Linked DNA regions of Salmo salar: region 1 is linked to region 2. The links are chromatin contacts, called in public Hi-C maps. All regions are on one chromosome and are shown on one strand. Each heading gives the region's core, a stretch centred on a gene start, on an enhancer-like site or on the middle of the called end of the contact. The rest is flanking DNA. Distances are from core to core; before and after follow the strand shown.

What was found. Hi-C and Micro-C count contacts between places; a contact is called where the count stands out from the background.
Region 1: a contact with region 2 is called in a Hi-C map of muscle, with 6 times the contacts expected there. The contact joins the promoter of LOC106611015 here to the enhancer-like site in region 2. A contact is called at or near these places in 2 of 3 Hi-C or Micro-C datasets (gill and muscle).

What each region holds. Positions count from the first base shown.
Region 1 is chrssa09:22,348,783-22,353,551 of Ssal_v3.1, reverse strand. LOC106611015 (kinectin) reads left to right here and starts at 2,780. Exons shown (of 34, transcript XM_045723483.1): 1 at 2,780-2,957. It overlaps msh4 (mutS homolog 4), which reads left to right. Exons shown (of 20, transcript XM_014210958.2): 14 at 119-243; 15 at 955-1,155; 16 at 1,285-1,403; 17 at 1,498-1,626; 18 at 1,792-1,987; 19 at 2,077-2,165; 20 at 2,293-2,685. The coding sequence ends at 2,490.
Region 2 is chrssa09:22,310,924-22,316,001 of Ssal_v3.1, reverse strand. LOC106611015 (kinectin) reads left to right here. Exons shown (of 34, transcript XM_045723483.1): 24 at 561-647; 25 at 3,825-3,914; 26 at 4,144-4,260; 27 at 4,347-4,436; 28 at 4,530-4,622; 29 at 4,903-4,971. Among protein-coding and RNA genes, the nearest start is that of LOC106611016, 13 kb to the right of the region's middle. Within about 2 kb of position 2,926, at least 1 of the 13 cell types and tissues checked has an H3K27ac peak or open chromatin away from gene starts, as enhancers often do. A contact at or near this core is called in muscle, where this site is marked.

The sequences.
Region 1 (4,769 bases), core at 1,531-4,030, 38 kb before region 2:
TAAAATATAACTGAGGGAAGTTGGATTGACTTACTATTGTTTACCCAGTAGATGGGGCTATTGAGTTTGGTTTGACATTGTAAATCATTTTGTCCTGTTTCCACCTTTCTCTTTCCAGGGTGGTGTGTCAGCTGCTGAATACAGTTCATGAGCATATCCACTGTCTTTACAAACTGTCCGATGCTGTGTCCATGCTAGACATGCTGCTGTCACTAGCCAATGCATGCACCATCTCAGACTATGGTAAGCCAAGAAGGAAAGTTAAATGTAATCAATTATTAATTTCCTCCCTACATATCTGCAAAAAGTATGTGTTGCTCAAATTCATAGTTCATGCTAACCATATGATCCAGTCAGATTCAAGCTATCCCTGGAGTGGTTTGACCTCGCTCTGAGTCTAGACAGTATCTGAAGAAACCCACCCACTCATCCATCTCACATAGCAGCCAGTCATAGCAGCATGAGTAAATAGTGTGTCAGCAGCAGCACCCTCTGTTCTCCTTTATAAGTGACAAAGAGGCTGCTGTGATCTGCTCTCTATTTAACATTGGTTGTCCTGCTAGCTTAAGTTGTCTGGGCAGCAGCTCCCATAACCATGTGGTTGGTGACCAATGGCCCACAGCTGTCTGAAACAGGATCTCTGGAGAGACACGTGCTGACTGCCGGCCTTCTCTGTCTCAGTCCTCTCACTCTCAGATTACCCTGGTCACGAAACCATTACTGTATTTGACCAGACCAATCTTTCTGCAAGACATGATTACTGTAGATGTATGTTTCGACTGCATGCTAGAAGTGTTTTGAACTTTCTCATAAAATGTGTAATAAAATAACAAACCCAACTGTCATCCACAGCAATTCAACACCAAGTAAAACATTTATTTACCAACCATGTAATTATGAATTTGAATTGTATTGTGTTCTTCCTAAAGTTGTTTTCCTTCTCTGTGCCTGCAGTGCGTCCTGAGTTCACAGACACACTGGCCATCAAGCAGGGTCGTCACCCCATTCTGGAGCGCATCGTTGGCCAGCAGCCCGTGTCCAACAACAGCTACATCTCTGAGGGCAGCAACTTTGTCATCATCACTGGGCCCAACATGAGCGGCAAGTCCACCTACCTCAAACAGGTGGCGCTGTGCCAAATCATGGCTCAGATAGGTGGGTGGAGAAACCATAAAATTAATTTAAAATGGAATGTAGTTATATAATTAACTTCATTTTCAGTGTTGTAACCATTCAAAAGGCTTATTCACAGGCTACTTATATAATGAATCTCATCTTTCCTAGGTTCCTTTGTCCCTGCTGAGTATGCCTCCTTCCGCATTGCTGACCAGATTTTCACCAGAATCGGGGTGGATGATGACTTTGAGACAAACTCCTCAACCTTTATGGTGGAAATGAAGGAGGTACATTTCCCATACATATTTGCCACTCAGTGGTTTTGTATGTATTTTCGAAATACCGCAAAGTAATTCTGATTAATTTCTTTGTACTCCCAAGGTCTCATATTTAATCCATAATGTGAGTGATAGGTCTCTCATTATCATAGACGAACTTGGGCGTGGTACTAGTGCTGAGGAGGGTGTCGGCATCTGTCACTCTGTCTGCGAATTCCTCCTTAGCCTCAGGGTAGGTACGGTGTGGCCAACTAGCACAGTACCTCTCTCCTGTCTGAAACAATATATGATTAATTGGATTTTGTGTATGAATCATGGAGGCCTTTCTTTTCTTTGACTTCCTGTTACTTGCACTGCTCAGTTCACAATCTATCATAAGATAAATATGTGTGCTCAGCTGTTTACCTGCTGGTCCCAGGCGTTCACGCTGTTCGCCACACACTTCCTGGAACTATGTGAGCTGGAGACATTGTACCCCAATGTGGAAAACCAGCACATGGAGGTTCAGCACACCCGCACTGGTGACACAGGTACAGAGCGTGTCATCTATACCTTCCTGCTGAGCCGTGGAAGCTCTGAGGAAAGAAACTACGGTAAGGAAATACAGACAGACACTTAACATTGTCCAATCTCAATCATTCACCTTAATTGTAAAAGGTTTACTGTAATGTTCAACTTGCAGGTCTGAGGGCTGCGGAGATGACTGCACTGCCTTTAACCATAATCCAAGAAGCAAAGGCGATTAGCTCTAAAGTCAGCCAACAGCTCTTGGTATGCTTTTCCAGTAGGCCATGCTTTTCCAGTATCATTATTTAGATCTAACTTACTATCCATCATCTTATTCTCTGAAGTCCCTGCTTGTCCGTCAACCTGTCGTCTTCCTCCTACCTTAACTCAGGCCAAGCACCACAGTGATCCGGAAACGCAACGGCAGAGAGCAGTGTACCACCTGGCCACTCGGCTCCTGCAGACAGCCAGGAACTCCAGGCTGGACCCTGACAGCCTGCGCATCTATCTGAAGGGCCTGAAGAGACACTATGAAGCAGAGCTGCAGGTCATAGGAGAGCCTGTGTCCATGGAGACAGAGGAAGAATGAGTCAGATGAGGAAAGGGATGTCAAAGGGTGGGAAGGGGGTGATGAGATGGTGAGGAGAGAGGAAGCTTGTGGACTTATGAGTGATGCTCTTTGACTATCTTCTATAATGATATTCAATGACATTGTTAGATATTTGTAGTATTTGTTTTCTCAATGTTAATCTGTAATATTTAAATAAAACATTTTTATATTTTCTAAGTGTCTATTATTAACATGGAGCGGCACAAGGGAGGGGCCAACATTTTAAACACCCACGTTGCTTCAAAACCCCTATCAGAGAAGAAGGCCCTGCCTTTTCTATATCCTCATCTCCAGTCCTCTCTTCATTTTATTATACGCTGTGTGCTGAGACATATCGACCCGCCCCCGCGAAACAAGATACACAGGCAGCGTTGAGTTGTGCTGCTCTGGGGAACTCTCCATTTAATTTCAACATTTAGGAAACTGCGGCACTAAAACACCTCAGGGTATGTACATTACATTTTCTCATACATTATTATTTATTTTTAAAACGAGCTAGTCACGCAAGGCTTTGCTTAGCTGAAACAATAATCTGGGCCTTGCACTAGCCCCAACGCACTGCCGGAAAATCGGGACGCAAGAGCGGGTCAGATTTTAGGACAGAGGGCCGGATGACTTTAAAGGCGAGGCCTTTTTGTTGGGATTGGCTTCTCAGGTGCTGTACTCCTGGGTTAGTAGCTGTTTTGGGAACGTTATTTGTAAACAACAAATTATTGTTTCCAGCATTTCACCTGTTTAAAATATAACTATGTCCGTGCGCATCGAGACGTCACTCACTGACCAGACAAGTTTTCCCGCAAGTGTCATGATTTGTAGCACGTTGACACAGATGGAACTGGCTAACTAACGTAACGTTAATCACTTCATTTATTGCTGGCTGGCTAGCTAGCTTACCTTAGACAGCAAACTACTTAGCTAGCTAAACGCCCTGACCCAAAAAGACGGCGTACTTCGTTTGTGGCTAAAGTAAGGTAGGCTTCACTGGAAAAGCCGGAGTGGTTAGTTATCCATTAACTACCCACAAACATGTGGGCTCCTAGTTAAATGACAGTACGGCTTTGTAACTAGCCAGTTGGTATCCAAAGCAAGGCCTTACCAAAGCCCTCCAGTCAGTATCGTGTCCACCATTCAGATGTACATTGCTAGCAAGTTACAATGAACAAATGTATAAACGCAACATGTAAAGTGTTGGTCCCTTGTTTCATGAGCTGAAACAAAAGAACCCAGAAATGTTCCAAACTCACAAAAAGCTTCTTTCTCTCAAATGTGCTACAATTAGTTTGCTATTCTCCTTTGCCAAGATGTGATCCACCAGACAGGTGTGGCATATCAAGGTGATTAAATGGCATGATCACTACACAAGTGCACCTTGTGTTGGGTACAAAAGACCACTAAAATATGCACTTTTGTCACTCAACACAATGCCACATATGTCATGTTTTGAGGGCGTGTGCAACTGGCATTCTGACTGCATGAATGTCCACCAGAGCTGTTACCAGGGAATTTATTCTTCATTTCTCTACCATAAGCTCTCTCCAACGTCGTTTTATTTACTTTGTCACTATTTCCAACCAGCCTCATAACCGCAGACCACATGTATGGCATCGTGTGGGCGAGCGGTTTGCTAATGTGAACCGAGTATCCCATGGTGGGGGTATGGACAGGCAAAAGCTACAGACAACAAACACAGTTGCATTTGAATGCACAGAGATACCGTGAAGTGATCCTGAGGCCCATTCATGCCATTCATCGCTGCCACCACCTCATGTTTCAGCATGATAATGCACGGCCCCACGTCGCATGGAAACTGAAAATGTCCCAGTTCTTCCATGACCTGCATATTCACCAGACATGTCACCCATTGAGCTTGTTTGGGATGTTCTGGATCAACGTGTACGACAGCATGTTCCTGCCAATATCCAGAAACTTCGCACAGCTATTGAAGAGGAGTGGGACAACACTCCACAGGCCACAATCAACCACCTGATCAACTTTATGCGAAGATGTTGCGCTGCATGAGGCAAATGGTGGTCACACCAGATACTGACTGGTTTACTGATCCATGCTCCTACCTTTTTTGCATATCTGTATTCCCAGTCAAATGAAATCCATAGATTGGGGCCTAATTCATTTATTTAAATTGACTTATTTCCTTATGAACTGTTGCTCAGTAAAATCTTTAATTGTTGCATTTGTTTTTGTTCAGTATAGATAATACATTCGCATTATGGTTAGTAAGATAATAGCAGAACAATATC
Region 2 (5,078 bases), core at 1,677-4,176:
AGCTAAGGGCTGTCAGTCTACTCTGCTCTGTTCTTGGCCATGTTTACAAGGAGTCCCTATTTCTGTTTCCACAGTATAACAACAGCCTTGTTTTACAGAGACCGAGAGCTACCTTGTTGACTAGCTCTATATAATGTGATTTGGCTTTTCCTATCTAGGTACATTTTACTTTTTTGGCAGTGAGCTGCAGCTCTCATTCTTCATATTCTTTCAGTGTCTATCCCAAAGACCTCTACTGAGTGACAAACCGTTTCACTGTTTGTTTTTGCCGATACAATTTAGTGGCCGATCCTTTTTAAAGACTCAATCGTTAGATGGGCAGCTCATGTTAAGCTGCGCTTGACCCTTAGACTGGTTTACAGGTAAAGTACAGTGAGGATTTTCTTTTAAACCTACACTCAGAAACAGGATAGGACAGGACAGCTGTACAGAAAAGGAGAGTAGAAAATAGTATTAGCTAATGGTTCTCTGTTCGTCCCTATATGAATTGTGTTTGTGGGTCACTGCATACTTTTCCCTGAGGCTGAACTGAAAGTCGTATCTCTCTTGAAACTGACCAGGAGCTTCGGGTGAAAAACTGGAGCGCTATGGAGGCTCTGGCAGCCACCGAGTCCATGCTTCAGGGGAAACTTGGCAAAGCCCTCAAGGTTCGGACGCTGCTTCCAGTCTGCTTCACTCTAGATTGAAAACCTGATTCATCCCCAAACAGCTATTGCCATAATCGACCAGTGAGGTTACTCCATTATTCATACATATGCTGCTGCATACTGATTTCTCCCCTCTTTCTGCACTCTGGCCCTGAATAATTGTCTCCATTAGCTATTCCCCTCAGGAATTTCAGAAAGACTAATGAATTTTATGTAGAACTTTACCACTCCTGTTCTTGAGTTCTGCTTGCTATTCTGCACTAGAATCTGCTTTACTTGTACAGTTATATAACTACCTAAATTCCAGTACAAAGAAAAACTGGGAATTGAAAATGAGTGTGCTGTGACTGACTCCAGATTTCATGTAGCTGGATGGTCATAATGAGTTTGAGATCCATGATCTTCGTGATGCTCCTCTCATTTCCTGCTATGTGCTTCTCTCATTTCCTTTCCCCAATTCTGCATGTGTTCCATTTGATCCTGCAGAATTGCCGTCCAGAATATGTGCAATCAGTCAACATCATTATTTTGTGTAAAATCTTTTTTGAAAACATGATAAAATAACAGTGATACTATTGATCAACATACAGAAATCTTTCAATTTGTGTACGCCACCACCTTACTGCATTGACTTATATACTGAACAAAAATATAAACACAGCATGCCACAATTTAAAATCAGCAGTGGTGGAAAAAGTACCCAATTGTCATACTTGAGTAAAAGTAAAGATGCCTTAATTGAAAATGACTCAAGTAAAACTCACCCAGTAAATACTACTTGAGTAAAATATACTTAAGTATCAAAAGTATGAATCATTTCAAGTTCCTTATATTAAGCAAACCAGTAGACACAATTTTATTTTATTTACTGATAGCCAAGGGTACACTCCAACACTCAAACACATTTACAAACAAAGCATGTGTATTTAGTGACTCCGCCAGATCAGAGGCAGTGGGGATGACCAGGGGCATTCTCTTGATAAGTGTGTGAATTGGACCAGGGAAAATGTATGGCGTAAAAATTGCATCCTTTTATTTAGGAATATAGTTAGGTAAAAGTTGTCAAATATAAAGTACAGATCTACAAAAAAAACCACTTTAGTACTTTAAAGTATTTTTACTTAAATACTTTACACCAATTGAAATAAATAAATGAGGCTCTAATCTATGGATTTCATATGAGAATGGGAATACAGATGTGCATCTGTTGGTCACATGCTGTACCTTAAAAAAAAAAGGTAGGGGTGTGGATCAGAACCAGTTAATATCTGGTGTGACCACCATTTGCCTCATGCAGTGTGACACATCTCCTTTGCATAGAGTTGATCAGGCTGTTGATTGTGGCCTGTGGAATGTTGTCCCACTGAGCGTAGTTGCTGGATATTGGCGGGAACTGGAACATACTGTCATACACGTCGATCCAGAGCATCCCAAACCTGCTCAATGGGTGACATGTCTGGTGAGTATGCAGGCCAAGGAAGAACTGGAACATTTTCAGCTTCCAGGAATTGTGTACAGACCCTTGCGATATGCGGCCGTGCATTGTAATGCTGAAGAAACATGAGGTGATGGCGGCGGATGAATGGCACGACAATGGACCTCGGGAACTCGTCACGGCATCTCTGTGCATTCAAATTGCCATTGATACAGTGCAATTCTGTTTGTTGTCCGTAGCTTATGCCTGCCCATAACCCCACCACCACCATGGGGCACTCTGTTCACAACACTGACATCAGCAAACTGCTCGCCCACACGATGCCATACACGTGGTCTGCGATTGTGAAGCCGGTTGGACGTACTGTCAAATTCTCTCAAATGACGTTGGAGGCGGCCTACGGTAGAGAAATGAGCATTCAATTCCATGGCAACAGCTCTGGTGGACATTCCTGCAGTCAGCATGCCAATTGCACGCTCCCTCAAAACTTTTGGCATCTGTAACGTATTGTGTGACAACTGCAGAGATTTGTGCAGATATGCGAGAAATACGCTATTTTGTTCTTGATCTTTTATTTCAGCTCATGAAATATGGGACCAACATTTTACGTGTTGCTTTTTATATTTTAGTTTAGTGTAGAAAGCAGACAGTAATATTGGCACATGGTCTTCTGCTGTAGCTGCTGTTAATATCCACCCAGCTGTTTCCTAGGGGTTTTTCTAGTCTTCTTCATCAGTGAGAATATGATCTGCCATGACCCTTTGCTTAGCCGTGTGTATTTAGGGACCCACTAATAAACCATAGACTAACAGATTGCTCTCCTACTATAAACAGTTGTGGGGGCTCGGTATATTTTTGCCACAGTTCTAACCCCTAGTGACTCGCTCCTCATGTCCATAAAGCAGACCGGGTACATAGTGAACTGATTTTCCCAGCAGCTGCTCTCGGCCATCTTGGTACAGTAAAAATGGCCTTCATTTAAGCTGAGTGTAGGAGTTCCTGGACACCTGTTGTGTGCGCTCAGGAAAATGCATGCTCATACACAATCCAAAGCATATGTCACAGCGTAGATCCCTTTCCCCTTACAACACAAGGTGTTAATGAGAGTAGAGGTGACTGCGCCAGCGGTCCCTTACAGGACTCACTCCATCGGAGGGTAAGATGGGTTATACAAGACATCTCTCTCCTCCTGAGAGTTTCGAGCCCTGTGCAGCTAGTGTGATTAATGGTACCAACGTAGTGTGTTTTGTTTGGTGGTTCTTCATAATGGAAGAACGTGTGGTGCTCCATGGGAAAAATGTTAGCTCCTCCGGGGCATTACTGCAACTGAGTGAACAAGAGTGAGTAACATGTTCCTCCTTGAAAGGAGACCAATGTGAACTTTGTGAACCTGAGGAGAGCAGAGCAGGGTCTAAACTTAATGAACTCGTCTCGTGGTGGTGTGGCTGCTGAACACTGGGGTGGATGAATACTTGCTTGAAGCACACTAAATAATTGAGCCGCTGTTTGTTACACTGGAGTGTCGTCGAGAGGGAGTTGCGTTTGTCACAGGCCATGCTCCTGTATGCACTCTGAGATGGGAGGGGTGAAACCAAGCGAGCAGAGGTAGCGATTTGAGGTGTTGGCTGTTTCCCTGCACAGCTGTGTGTGTGCGTGTGTGTGTGTGTGAGAGAGAGCCCTGAGTGTAGTCCATGTTGAACGTCCCCTTTTCTCTTCCTCCTTCTCCCTCTCTACCTCTTCAGGAGCACCAGACAGCCCTGGAGACAGCTCAGGTAGAGTGTCGAGATGTTTTGCACAGACTGCTACCCAACGTGCCTCTTCCCACTGAACATGTAAGGTCTCACATAATACAGTATATAATATGCCATTTAGCAAACACTTTTACCCAAAGCGACTGTCATGCATGCATACGTTTTACGTATGGGTGTCCCGGGAATTGAACCCACTATACTGGCGTTGCAAGAGCCATGCTCTACCAACTGAGCTTCAGAGAACCACATGATGTGATATTAAATTCTAAGTTAATCTGTTCCACATGGTCTATTGTTGTGTATCTCTCAGAACCACCAGGAGTGGCTGCAGAGGTTTGAGACTGCAGTGAAAGAGGCCCCGGCAGCAGAGGTGACCCTAGCAGCAGAGCCCAGACCTCCAGCTCCAGGGGGCTCAGAGGACACCAAGGTTTCCTATAAAAAATACTTGTATGTTTTAAAATGTCTGAGAACTGAGGTGGAAAGAAGTGAAACCAGAGCTGTTCTGTTCACCAGATATTGGCTGATAAGCTGAAGGAATCAGAAGAGACCCAGAAGGTTCTACAGAAAGATTGTGAGACATACAAGAAAGTGTTGGCTGAGACGGTGAGGCGACGCTCTCTCAGTGTCCTGTAGATTACGTAAAAAATGTGTCATGAGGCTATGAAACTAACCTGTAATACCCTCTACTGTCCACAGGAGGGTATCCTGCAGCGCCTCCAGAGCAGTGTGGAGCAGGAGGAGTCTCGCTGGAAGGTGAAGCTGAATCTGTCACAGACAGAGCTGAAAGAGGTGAACACTGAAGAACATTCAATTAACCTCAAGTTGTGTTTATTGCACTTTTAACAATATCATTGGTATGTGGGGTGCAGTGGAGGCTGGTGGGAAGAGCTATAGGAGGATGGGCTCATTGTAAGGCTGGAATGGAATAAATGGGACAGCATCAAATGCATGGAAACCACGTTTGACTCAGTTCCTTCATTCCCGCCATTACAATGACCTCCTATAGCTCCTTCCACCAGCATCCTCTGGTGTGGTGCTTATAGTCACTCTCCTGCCCTTTCTTTCCTAGATGAGTGTGAAAGTGGCAACACTGGAGCAGGAGGTGGACAGAATGAGCGACCTCGGGGAGCTGGACAACGTCAGTCCTTCAGTTTAACACTTTACATACCGCTCAGCAATTGTATTATTTAGGCACTTTACATCAGTTGACTCATTCACTTTAATTGATTTTCATATATAGCTAAA